4 separate regions of the Sus scrofa genome follow, and regions 1, 2 and 3 are each linked to region 4. The links are chromatin contacts, called in public HiChIP or PLAC-seq and promoter capture Hi-C maps. All regions are on one chromosome and are shown on one strand. The core of a region is the stretch at or near the end of the contact, and the rest is flanking DNA. Distances in the headings are between cores, read along the strand shown. Region 1 holds the start of MRPL15 (mitochondrial ribosomal protein L15). Region 2 holds the start of ATP6V1H (ATPase H+ transporting V1 subunit H). Region 3 holds the start of TCEA1 (transcription elongation factor A1). Region 4 holds the start of NPBWR1 (neuropeptides B/W receptor type 1).

Evidence for each region. Promoter capture Hi-C pulls out the DNA fragments that hold promoters and counts their contacts. HiChIP or PLAC-seq counts read pairs in DNA pulled down with a chosen protein or histone mark.
Region 1: a contact with region 4 is called in an H3K27ac HiChIP or PLAC-seq map of alveolar macrophages. The contact joins the promoter of MRPL15 here to the promoter of NPBWR1 in region 4. A contact is called at or near these places in 6 of 47 Hi-C or Micro-C datasets (epiblast stem cells, liver, mesenchymal stem cells and 3 more) and 1 of 2 datasets of contacts at active chromatin or transcription factors (alveolar macrophages).
Region 2: a contact with region 4 is called in a promoter capture Hi-C map of fetal skeletal muscle, with 6 times the contacts expected there. The contact joins the promoter of ATP6V1H here to the promoter of NPBWR1 in region 4. A contact is called at or near these places in 2 of 5 promoter capture datasets (fetal skeletal muscle and liver) and 9 of 47 Hi-C or Micro-C datasets (alveolar macrophages, embryonic fibroblasts, epiblast stem cells and 6 more).
Region 3: a contact with region 4 is called in an H3K27ac HiChIP or PLAC-seq map of alveolar macrophages. The contact joins the promoter of TCEA1 here to the promoter of NPBWR1 in region 4. A contact is called at or near these places in 1 of 5 promoter capture datasets (fetal liver) and 1 of 2 datasets of contacts at active chromatin or transcription factors (alveolar macrophages).

The regions. Positions count from the first base shown.
Region 1 is chr4:77,074,530-77,077,296 of Sscrofa11.1, reverse strand. MRPL15 (mitochondrial ribosomal protein L15) reads left to right here and starts at 1,475. Exons shown (of 5, transcript NM_001243528.1): 1 at 1,475-1,864; 2 at 2,635-2,767. The coding sequence starts at 1,757.
Region 2 is chr4:77,210,187-77,212,886 of Sscrofa11.1, reverse strand. ATP6V1H (ATPase H+ transporting V1 subunit H) reads right to left here and starts at 1,322. Exons shown (of 14, transcript NM_214240.1): 1 at 1,148-1,322.
Region 3 is chr4:77,108,191-77,110,892 of Sscrofa11.1, reverse strand. It overlaps TCEA1 (transcription elongation factor A1), which reads right to left and starts at 1,273. Exons shown (of 10, transcript NM_001243680.1): 1 at 1,090-1,273. The coding sequence starts at 1,152.
Region 4 is chr4:77,539,263-77,542,248 of Sscrofa11.1, reverse strand. NPBWR1 (neuropeptides B/W receptor type 1) reads left to right here and starts at 1,558. Exons shown (of 1, transcript XM_003355060.4): 1 at 1,558-2,986. The coding sequence starts at 2,170.

The DNA.
Region 1 (2,767 bases), core at 226-2,725, 460 kb after region 4:
TCTTCTTTTTTGGCAGTTTTTTTATACTTGATTTAAAATGACTTCTTAAAGGTTTAAAAATAGATGTAGTGGAGTTCCTGTTGTGGCAATGAATCCAACTAATATCCATGAGGACGCAGTTCGATCCCTGGCCTCACTCAGTGGGTTAAGGATCTGGTGTTGCTGTGAGCTGTAGTGCAGGTTGCAGACTCAGCTTGGATCTGGTGTTGCTGTGGCTGTGGTATAGGCTGGCAGCTATAACTCCAATTTGACCCCTAGCCTGAGAACTTCCATATGCCATAGATGCGGCCTTAAAAAAAAAAAAGGAAGTAGCTGTGCTCCACAAAGTTATTTCTTACTTACACTAACAGGAACAGCAGGAACAACACCCCAGACAGTGAAACAAAAAAAAAAAAAAAAAAAAAAAAAAAAATTAGAAGAAAAAGAAAGAAGCATGGTCTATATTACACTCACTTAAGACAAAAATAGGGAAGCTCATATTTTATTCAGTGAAAATGTTACGTATTTTGTGCTGCAGATATTCAGCTTCATGTTATAAAAAAATATTACTTATGTAATAGGAGCCAAAGTACAAATCTTGTCTCTGCGGCTTGCTGAGATCTTAGTCCAACTACCAACCCTGCCAAGTCTGTCAAAGGTGATAAAACATCTACCCCACGAGGAGTTGTTTAGTTGAACAAAATGAGGCTGAATCAGCACGTGACTGACATACCAAGCACTCAGCCTGGCTCCTTCATTATTAACAGCTTTTGAGTTAGTATCTCAGTGACTCAGTCAAAGCATAACAGAGGCACTCAGACTGGATGCAGGGTTTTGAGTCTTTTTCACAGTTGCTACTAGCCAGCCATTGCAATACCTAGACCTCAGGTATTCTTATCTCACTGGTGCCAACTAAAAATTGGCACTAGCCATCTGTCTCTCCTAGGATTGTTAGTAGCCACTGCAGCTGCTGAGCTTCAACACATACTGAAAGCATGGAGATCAGAAATGTGCTCTGGGAAAAACTGGCAGAACAACTTTCACATAGATATTTTCGGGGGATTTTATGAACCCAAATTTTTACATCTCCTGTCTAGAAAAGCCGTAAAGTCATTAACCATGGTATTTGTTCCTGATGACTAGCAGGAAACGTCTGCCAAAACGTGTGCTTGATTGCACGTACCCCCTTCACTAAAATCGTATACACTGACCTTCCCCCTACCTCTTCAAAGCAGTTCCTCAGAGGTCCCTGAAACGCTGTTTCCCAGACTTTATAGTCATTTTGCCCCAAATAAAACTTAACTTCCAACCTTTACATTGCACAACTTTTTTTCAGGCCATAGTGTATACAACTGGCCCAGCGCAAGCTAGTGCTTCAGCGTCCAGGTGATCTTATTCTGCACTCCACCTGGAGCTCAGAGACAGCCCTGCTTCTAAGGACCAGACGTTGTGACAGCACAGGCCAGGGACTCCTACACACAGCGTTTTCAGTGCCTGCCTGGTGCAGCGCAAGAGAACGCTGCACATTCAGAGCCGGGGTCGGGGCACGACCTCTCGAAATAGCCCAGCCCCAACCAACTGAAAACAAAGCCGGATCACGCCGCTACGAGGTAGACATGGGGAGACACGTGCTGCCTCCAACGCGGAGCCGGCTCCCGGTGTGCCCCGCGGCAAGCGGCGCAGCGGACTGACAGCACGACAGGGGCGGTGCCGCGGCCGTAAAGCAGCGTCCCAGATCACGTGGATCGGCGCCCTTGCGGCTTTTGCGGCACGGGTTATGGGCGGCCCCGTGCAGGGCGGTGGGCCCCGGGCCCTGGACCTGCTGCGAGCCCTTCCCCGTGTGAGTCTGGCCAACCTGAAGCCGAACCCGGGCTCCAGGAAACCGGTAAGGCTGCGGATGTCGGCGCGGTGGCGGGGTCCTGAGGGTTGTGAGTCCATAGGCTCTGGGAGGAGGGAGGGGCTGCCGGGCCCCAGGTCTCCTTGAGTGACGTGGGAAAACCTGACCACGTGGTTTCAGTTCTCTGCAAGGTTCGGGTTTAAGAGCATAATTATTTTACTATCGAGGAGCGAAATCGCAGGAGTTAAAAACGACTGTCTCGTTAAGACGGGTTTTAATGAAGTTTTTTCCATTGTGTCTTTATCTTTATAGGAAAGATACTATGTTCGATGTTTCTTCTGTAAATCTCTGAGCTGTTAGTGGACGTACTGTCACTTTAAGAACTCCTTGATTTCGTGAAGTGACAGGAAATTAAGTTAAATAAAATACTATATATGGGCAACAGTGGCATATTTACAATTAATTTCAAAATAAATGCACTTGAATATTACATAAATTTTGCTAGTCGTGGATGTTTAATTCTAGAATTTTCTTCAATTCCCGCCTGTCATAGAATCCTTTTTCTCATCTCATTCTTGGAACTTTGCCTTTGAAACACAACTTGGTTGCAAGAATCAGCTACGTCTTCAGAGGCAAAGCTGTTAGTGTTGAGTATTTGGATTTCAGGGCAGCCAGGATGGTGTCTGGAACCTTGTAAATTTGGCTATTGCTAGCTGGTTGGATGAATGAAGGGCATAACCAAAAGATACAGCACAAAGGTGAAATATGATTTAAACAGATGCGTGTGTGGATCATAAAACATTCCTCTTTCCTTGTAGGAAAGACGACCAAGAGGTCGGAGAAGAGGCAGAAAATGTGGCAGAGGCCACAAGGGAGAACGGCAGAGAGGAACCCGGCCCCGATTGGGCTTTGAGGGAGGCCAGACTCCATTCTACCTTCGAATCCCAAAAT
Region 2 (2,700 bases), core at 73-2,572, 330 kb after region 4:
TTAATTATTGGCACTAATACTGCAGCAAGATTTTTAAAGTAACTAATTAAGGTGTCGACACCACAAATCATGCTTAAATAGAAGAGGCATACAAAATAGGAAAAATATTTTAGATATATACAATTGAGATCAACTTTCCTCTTCTGACAGAGAAAAAATAAGAACCTGTACAGCACAGCTAGGACCAATTATTTTATCTACATTTGCCAAGCAGTGTTTTAAAGTGACATATGAAAAACCTACACGTCCTTTCTAACATTATTCATTCAAATTAAAATATTCCAAGTGGAAATGTAATATCTTACAGGACGGAGCTTTCTTTTTTCAATCAAAATTCATGGTGTTTTCAAAATTAATTACTGAGAGAATGTTTTGGAACAAACAGAGATTATAATTTAGACTCAGCCAACAATGAGAGTCTGGTCGGATGATAATGAACCTATCGTGATAGACTTTAAGTAATTCTCACTCCTAAACTTAAAGACAAAAGCTTAAGCCTGGTTTCATCACGACAAAAAATACAGGATACGGTTTACAAACTACAATAAGGTCATAGTTATGACCACAAAGAAGCTAAAACCACATCTCTGATTCTATTCCAGGATACCAATGACCTTAGTCTGTTTGGAACGTAATCGCCACATCTGAGGATTTGTTGTCTAATCAAACAAGGGCAATGCGGACTGGCTGGGCCCAGGTAGCAACAGACTCCGACCGGGCCAAGCTGGAACCTGGAATCAAGCGGACAGCCCCAGCGGCCCCTCCTGCAGCAGCTGAAAGGACCTCGGGTCGTCACCTAGGTCCCTGAACAACTCGAGCCCCAACGGCCAGGGCCGTGGCGCAGTCCTGGAAAAGCACACTTTTTACGCGTCCACCCTCCCTCCCCTGCCCTTCCCTGCGGGGAAGGCACGGCAGTTTCGCAAACCCCTCTGCGGCCCGGAAGGAAAGAAATCTGGGGACCCGGGGCCGGAGTGGGGTCAGGAGGACCCTGGACGGCGAGAATCAAGCACGCGCCAGGGAAGCGGAGAAACCGCGGGGTCGCCTGGCTGGGGCCGGGGCCGGGGCCGGGGTCCGGGCAGGGGCCCGGGCAGGAACGACCCAAGTGCGGCCTCACCCCGCGAACCCGCCGGGCCCTCCTCCAACGCACCCAAGGCGGCGGGGAGATACGGCAGTCCGGACAGCGGGGCCCCGCCGCGCTGGAGCGCCGAGGCAGAGCTGAGTCGGGTCTCCTGCCCGGTTGGGAGGCCGGGGCGGCGGCGAGGACGCGGCGCCAGAGAGCGAGCCTGTTTCGGAACGGAGGAGATGTCGAGGGCGGCTCACGCAGGAGAAAGCCGGAGCGGCCGCTGTGGAATGACAGGAGCGCCGGTCACGTGAGCCAAGACACGTGACCGCCCGGAAGGCGGAAGCCGGGAGGGGCCAAAACAGTCCGCGGAGCGCCCTGCGCCTGCGCTCACGACGGTGGGTCCGCAATGAGCAGGGGGCACGGCGGCCGCTGCTGGAGACTCTCAGCCGCGCTCCCGGTCTCCAGCTCCTTCACCTCAATCACATGGGCAACCTTAGTCCGTTTGCACCCTGTCAGTTACGATATTCACAGGACATGGGCCTCTTGGAGGGACTAATATTCTGCACATCACATATAGAGAGATAAAGACACCCCACTAATTTAAGGTGAGTGGTGGAGTAGAAATACAAAGAGGTCCTAATAATATCTCATGTTCCTGTTCTAAAGTAAAAATTTTGCAAGAACTCCCCCTAATATTGCACATGTTAACCTTTTAAAATCTGAGTCATGGATGCATAGATGTTCCTTATATTCTGTCTCTCCAGGGTCTTAAATATGTGTCTGTAGCCATCAGCAGTCCATCAAGGGGTGTGAGTTCGGAGAAGCAGAAACAGGCTAAACAATGAGAAAAGCAGCGAAACCCATCCAGGAACCTGACATCATAGCCACGGAGTTTCACAGGGAGGCAAAAGAAATTTCACCCTGGTGGTGACAGAGACAGACACTCCTACCAATTTCTGGTCTGTCTCTCGTGTTTGAGAATTGTTAGTAACACGAGAGAAAGTGGGGATTGTTAGCAACTAAGGAGACTGTTAGTGGCTCTGATGGCTGGGTAGCCCTTGGAACCTAGAGTCAGTTCCTGCAAATGCACTTGCACTCCAGAGGATGAAATTAAGGAGTTCCCTTGTGGCACAGTGGGTTAGAGATCCTGCATTGTCACTGCTCCGGTCACTGCTGTGACTTGGGCTCAATCCCTGGCCTGGGAACTTCTATATGCCATGAAAAAGGCCAAAAAAATAAATGAAGGTGGAGTTCCTGTTGTGGCTCAGTAGGTTAAAGAACCCCACATAGTGTCTTTGAGGATGCAGATTCAATCCCTGGCCTCGATTCTGTGTTGCCGAAAGCTGTGGCATAGATCACAGATGAGGCTTGATCTGGCGTTGCTGCCGCTGTGGCGTAGGCAGGCATCTCAGATTCGTCTCCTATGCCAGGAACTTCCGTATGCTGCAGGTGTGGCTGTAAAAAGAGAAAGAAAAAGAAGAGACCCCAGGGACAGCACTCTCCCTGGACACGCACAGGCCACACAAGGACACAGCAGGAAGGCAGGTGTGCAAGCCAGGAAGAGGGCTCTCCTCAGGGCCCCACCATGCAGCACTCAGATTTCTAGACACCAGAACTGTGAGAAAATAAATTTCTTG
Region 3 (2,702 bases), core at 24-2,523, 430 kb after region 4:
GGTGTACAAATCAGTGCATCCCCTTTGACCTTCGCTTTGGTCTGACACAGAATTTTACAAGTTTAGCTGAAAACAGATGACTATGAAGTAAGGGACTAAAAGTAGCACACAGGTGGACGGAAATGCAGAAACTGCCACACTTCATACAAACCACAAGAGAACATGAACACGTTATCAATAACAGATAACTCCGCTGGTATTAACCGTAAACCACCTAGTACCAGCAACGGACATTTGCCAATTCCAGCCGGCAGCACACCGTAGTCAGTGAACGTGCCTTAAATGAGCTCTTCCGCACGGTATGCCCAACAAGATCCACTTTTTTTAAATGTTTAGCAACTTGTCAAGTACACTGGCATATGTTTTTAATTGCTAAACAAACGCGTAGGGTGGGTGAGATAATCAAGGGGCAGTTTAGCCTTCTTCAGAAATAGGATCCAAGAATTTCACATAGAAGTTTTATCAGCTTGATGTCTAAAAGAGACCTCAGACCTCTATGTTGATGCTCTTTCTCGCTATTAGCTTGCAAACAGTGGGGACTTTCTGTGCTCTTAAGCTAAATCAGCGAGGCTTTACCACCACCGAGTTTAAAATAAGGGAGGACGCCTGGATTAAGTTTGCTACGCTGCACAAACACCAGGGAACTAGGGCAACCAGAAGGAGTCCCCACGCCTGCTGCCGCGGGACAGGACCCCCCCTCCCGCGACCCCGTCCCAAGGACGCGGGTCAGGACCGCTCTCCCAAGACCCCCTCCCCAAGACGCCCCCATAACCTCCCCCTGGGGGCCCCTTTTCAGGGAGAGGAAACAGGACGCCCTCCCCCCAGGATCCCTCCCACGACTCCTTCCCAAGACGCGGGACAGGACGCCCCCTAAAAGACTCCCGCCCGGGACCCCTCCCCAGGACGCGGGGCCAGACGCCCCCCGGATTCCCTCCCCAGAGCGCGGGCCTTGCCCCGTCGCGCGGGTAGGGCGGCGGGCGGGTAGACAGGCGGCAAGGGCCAAGAGCCCCCTCAGGCCGACGGGCCCCCGCGTCCGGCTCCCGCCCGCCGCCCGGCCTCCCTCCGGCCCACGCCGCCCGCCGCGCTCACCGCGTTCTTCTTCTGCACCATCTTGTCCATCTTCTTGGCAATTCGGACCACCTCGTCGTCCATGGCTCCGGCAGACCTTCCCCGCGCCAGTCGCGCGGGACGGGAAGTGCGCGAAGCTGACAGGGGCTGCGCGCGAGCCCGGGCGTCGGCGAGGCCGCTCGGCAGGCCAGGCCCAGGCGCTTCCTCACGGACCCAGGCCACCGCGGCGGCGGCGGCGGCTCGCTCCTCCCCCGCAGGCACCGCCAATCGAGCTCCGCGCGCGCCAAGCAGGCACCGCCAATCGAGAGCGGATGGGAGGGGAGCGCGAGCCACGGCGCAGCCAGCTGGCTGCGGTGAAAGTTGGGCGGGCGGCACCACTGAACTTTGCGCGCGCTCGCGCCGGCCCCGCCCCCGTCCCTGTCCCAGGTTCCCCGGTTCCCCGGCCCCGGTCCACTGTCCTTGGTTCCCGGCCCCAACTCCCAGCAGAGACCCATGCGGCGCGCAGCTCGGGCGGCTTTGGAGGACCGCGCGTGGGTCAGGAGGCCCCAGCTTTTTCCCACCTGGGCGCTGCCTGGAAGTCAGACCCCATCTCCTAAGAGGCCCCTTATCGTAGGGATCTGATGGTTGTAAGCATTTCCTTTTTAAAGTCAAGTCCTTTGTAAGCGCCTTAAGAACGGAGACCCAGGACTTCTCTGGGGGCGCGGCAAGTCGAGGACCCTGCGTGTCACCTCTGTGGCGCGAGTTCCATCCTTGGCACGGGAAATTCCGCGTGCGCAGATGCCGCCAAAAAAAAAAAAAAGAAGAAGAAAAAGAAAAAAGACACAATCTCGTTTTCCGACTCGGAACTTTGAACGGAATGCCTTGAATACAGCTGAATAGTGGTTGACAAAAACGTTCTCATCTAAGAAATTAAGGTGTCTCACCTGCTCTGAAGATCAGTGAGGAAGGTGGACACAAAAGCAAGGTAGAAAATGGAAATTATCAGTACTGAAGAGTGGGCTCCTTCAATAGGTCTTTGCCCAGTCAGCGCCCTTTGCTGCTTCGATGGAACTTCCGTATGCCCCCAGGTGCCACTGGGGGAAGAAAAGAAAATTCCCTAATAATTGTTTTTCTACACCAAGATGTAAGATTTTGTTCTAGCTCAGTTATTTGGGGGAAAGGGTAATTTAAGCCGTGTCTCTATTTCATTTGTTTTAAATTATCTTTTTATTGATTCCCAACATAAGTTATAGTGAGACCTATTATATGATTGCACATCTACTGGTTCTCAGGTATTTCTCAGATTTGGTTTGTCAATTTTTATAAACATTCTCTGGGCCCCCAATTGTGTAGTGGCAAATGTGAAGTTCTGTACAGGCCTGTTAGCCTGAAATTAATTTTATTTATTGCTCAAATACTTATATCCCAGTTTCTTGTCTGCTTGAGGAATCAATTAGTGAGTATGTACATAGCTCCACTTGTGATTGTAGATGTGTGTGCATTTACGTTAATAATTGTCATTTTTATTATCAGTTTAATATTCTTTCATTGTGGTAAAATGCATATAACATTGTCAAATGACAAAACGAAAACAATTTGAGGAGTTCCTTTGTGGTACAGGGGGTTAAGGACATGGCATCATTGCTGTGGTTCCG
Region 4 (2,986 bases), core at 309-2,808:
TTACTTTGGATTTGATATGTTTTTCTCCTCCTTTCTTCAAGTGAAAGTTTAGATTATTGACCTTAGATATTTTTTATTTGAAATGCTATGCATGTCCCTCTAAGCACTGCTTTCACTGCATACTACAGATTTTGATAAGCTGTATTTTCATTTTCATTTAGCTTAAAATATTTCAAAATTTATCTTGAGACTTCTTCTTTGCCCCATGTGTTACTTAATCTCCAAATATTTGGGGGTTTTCCAGAAATTTGTTATTAATTTCTAGTATAGTCCCGTTGTGGTCTAAGAGAAGATTTTATATTTCTGTTTTTGTTTTGTTTTTCTGTTTCTAACTTGTTAAGGTATGTCTTATGGCTTCAAATGTTTTCTATTTGGGGGACTATACCATGTGACTTGAGAAGAATGTCTATTCTCTTATTGTTGGATGTAGGTGCTAATTAGGTGTAGGTGATCAGTGGGGCTGTTTGGTTCAACTATGTCCTTCCTGATCTTTGGCCTGATGGTTCATCTGTCAATTACTGACAGAGGGGTATTGAAGTCTCCAACTACAATGGTGGGTTAGTCTATTTCTCATTGTGTTTCTATCAGTCTTTTTTTCACTCATGAAACTGCAAGGAAGCCAAAATTATGTAGGTGCTGGTAAAAAGAGAATTGAGGGGGTACAGAAAAGCATTTTAACTCTGGCCCCTTAGCAGTTTCCTCCACTGGCTACCTCAAGTCTCTTTCTCAGTATCACAGGCCCACTCCCCCAGGAACGCTTCATAAAGGACCAAAGATGCACTTTACTGCGGTTTTTGCCAGCTCTTGTGAAAGAGAAATGTATTGTAAGGAGGCAGGATGGAATCCCATGCTTAATTCGCTGGCTCTCCCAAAGGAAGGTGGAGGAAGGAGAAGGGAATCAGAGGGAACTAATATTGAGTTTATTTCACTTGGTCCTCAAAGATGAGGTGGCCAAGCGAGATCCCTTAACAGAGAAAGTCTTGGAGAGGCCCGGCCTCCTCCACCAGCCTTGGCAACACCGGGTAGTTTTCTTTAGGGGAGAATCAGAGGCGGTTTGTCTTTGTTAACGTCATGGCATATATATTTTTAAAATGCCTAAAGTATCTCAGATGGTTGGCCGTTATGTGTGCCTAACAATCTTGCAAACTTGTGACCACCAGAGCAACAGAAAAAGGGGGATCTGCATTTTAAAATTGTGTGCCAAAAGCATATGAATGTAACTTAAATTTTTAAATTACATGAACCCACTGGGGATAATGGTGTTAAAACTGGAATGGAAGCCTCAATGGCATTAGTCGCCTTTAAAAATAGACCAGTAACACCCACATTTTGCTTTTCTTTCTTTAATTCTTAACAGGAGAGCTTTTCATTAATTCAAACGGAGTGAGGTCACCCTACTGGAATGAAAAAAGTTATTCCTTCATCAGCTAATGCAGTTCTCGGTTCCCGGCTGCTGTGCGTGGGGTGGGCGGTGGGGGCGGCAGCCCGGCCCGCGGAGCACGGTTGCGGCTGCGCCAGCACGGAGCTTCCAGGCGCGCGGGCAGGACCCGGGGAGGCGCTAGCTGCCGCCTGGGAGAGCACCCACGGAGCCGACAGGCAGCCGGCTGGCGCCGCAGGCTCCCCCGCAGCAGCCCCCTCTCCCGACCGCTCTTGAAGAGACAGACTCGGTCCCTGGACCCGCCAGGTGAGGCAGAGCTTGCTGTAGGGCTCGCTGTTACCAGGGGGGCACAGGACCTACCGGGCCAAGGCGGGACTCGCTGGGATGACCCGCGCCTCCCGGGGACGCGGTGGGGGCTAAAGCAGGAGAAGTGGGCTTGTATTTTTCCTGTAAAGGTGAGGAGTCTTCTCTCTAGCACTTGGTTTGATGTACCCAACAGGTCCAAATACGCTTCCAACAGGTTGTAGAGAGCAGTCACGTGGGGCAGGTTGGGAGCGGCGCCCGCCCTCCCCGCCTCCCTCCGCTCGGAAGCGCACTTCTCCCAGAGTTACACGTCGACGAGCCTAACCTGAGCTTTCCATTCCGCTCTGCAGCGCCGGCGTCCGGGAAGGCCGGAGACGGGCTCGGAGCCTGGCAGCGAGCGCCCCGGCGCGGGTCCGGTGCCCGGGAGCGCAGAACCCGGCAGGGTGGCGGCCGGAGAGACCGATCGCCCGCTCCCCGCCCTCGCCGGGATGCACAACGCGTCGTCCTGGGGGCCGGGGCGCTTGAACACATCGTGCCCCGGGCTCGAGCTTCGCTGCCCCAACGAGTCCGTGCCGCCGCCGCCGCCGCTGCCGCCGCCGCTCGCCGTGGCAGTGCCGGTCGTGTACGGGGTGATTTGCGCCGTGGGACTGGCGGGCAACTCGGCGGTGCTGTACGTGCTGCTGCGGGCGCCCCGCATGAAGACGGTCACCAACCTGTTTATCCTCAACCTGGCCGTGGCCGACGAGCTCTTCACGCTCGTGCTGCCCATCAACATAGCCGACTTCCTGCTGCGGCGGTGGCCCTTCGGGGAGCTCATGTGCAAGCTCATCGTCGCCATTGACCAGTACAACACCTTCTCCAGCCTCTACTTCCTCACGGTCATGAGCGCCGACCGCTACCTGGTAGTGCTGGCCACCGCAGAGTCGCGCCGGGTGGCGGGCCGCACGTACGGCGCGGCGCGCGCAGTGAGCCTGGCGGTGTGGGGGTTCGTGACACTGGTGGTGCTGCCCTTTGCCGTCTTCGCGCGCCTCGACGACGAGCAGGGACGGCGCCAGTGCGTGCTGGTCTTCCCTCAGCCCGAGGCCTTCTGGTGGCGCGCGAGTCGCCTCTACACGCTGGTGCTTGGCTTCGCCATCCCGGTGTCCACGATCTGCGTCCTCTACACCACGCTGCTGTGCCGGCTGCGCGCCATCCGCCTTGACAGCCACGCCAAGGTCCTGGACCGCGCCAAGAAGCGGGTGACGATCCTGGTGGCGGCGATCCTGGCCGCGTGCCTCCTCTGCTGGACGCCCTACCACTTGAGCA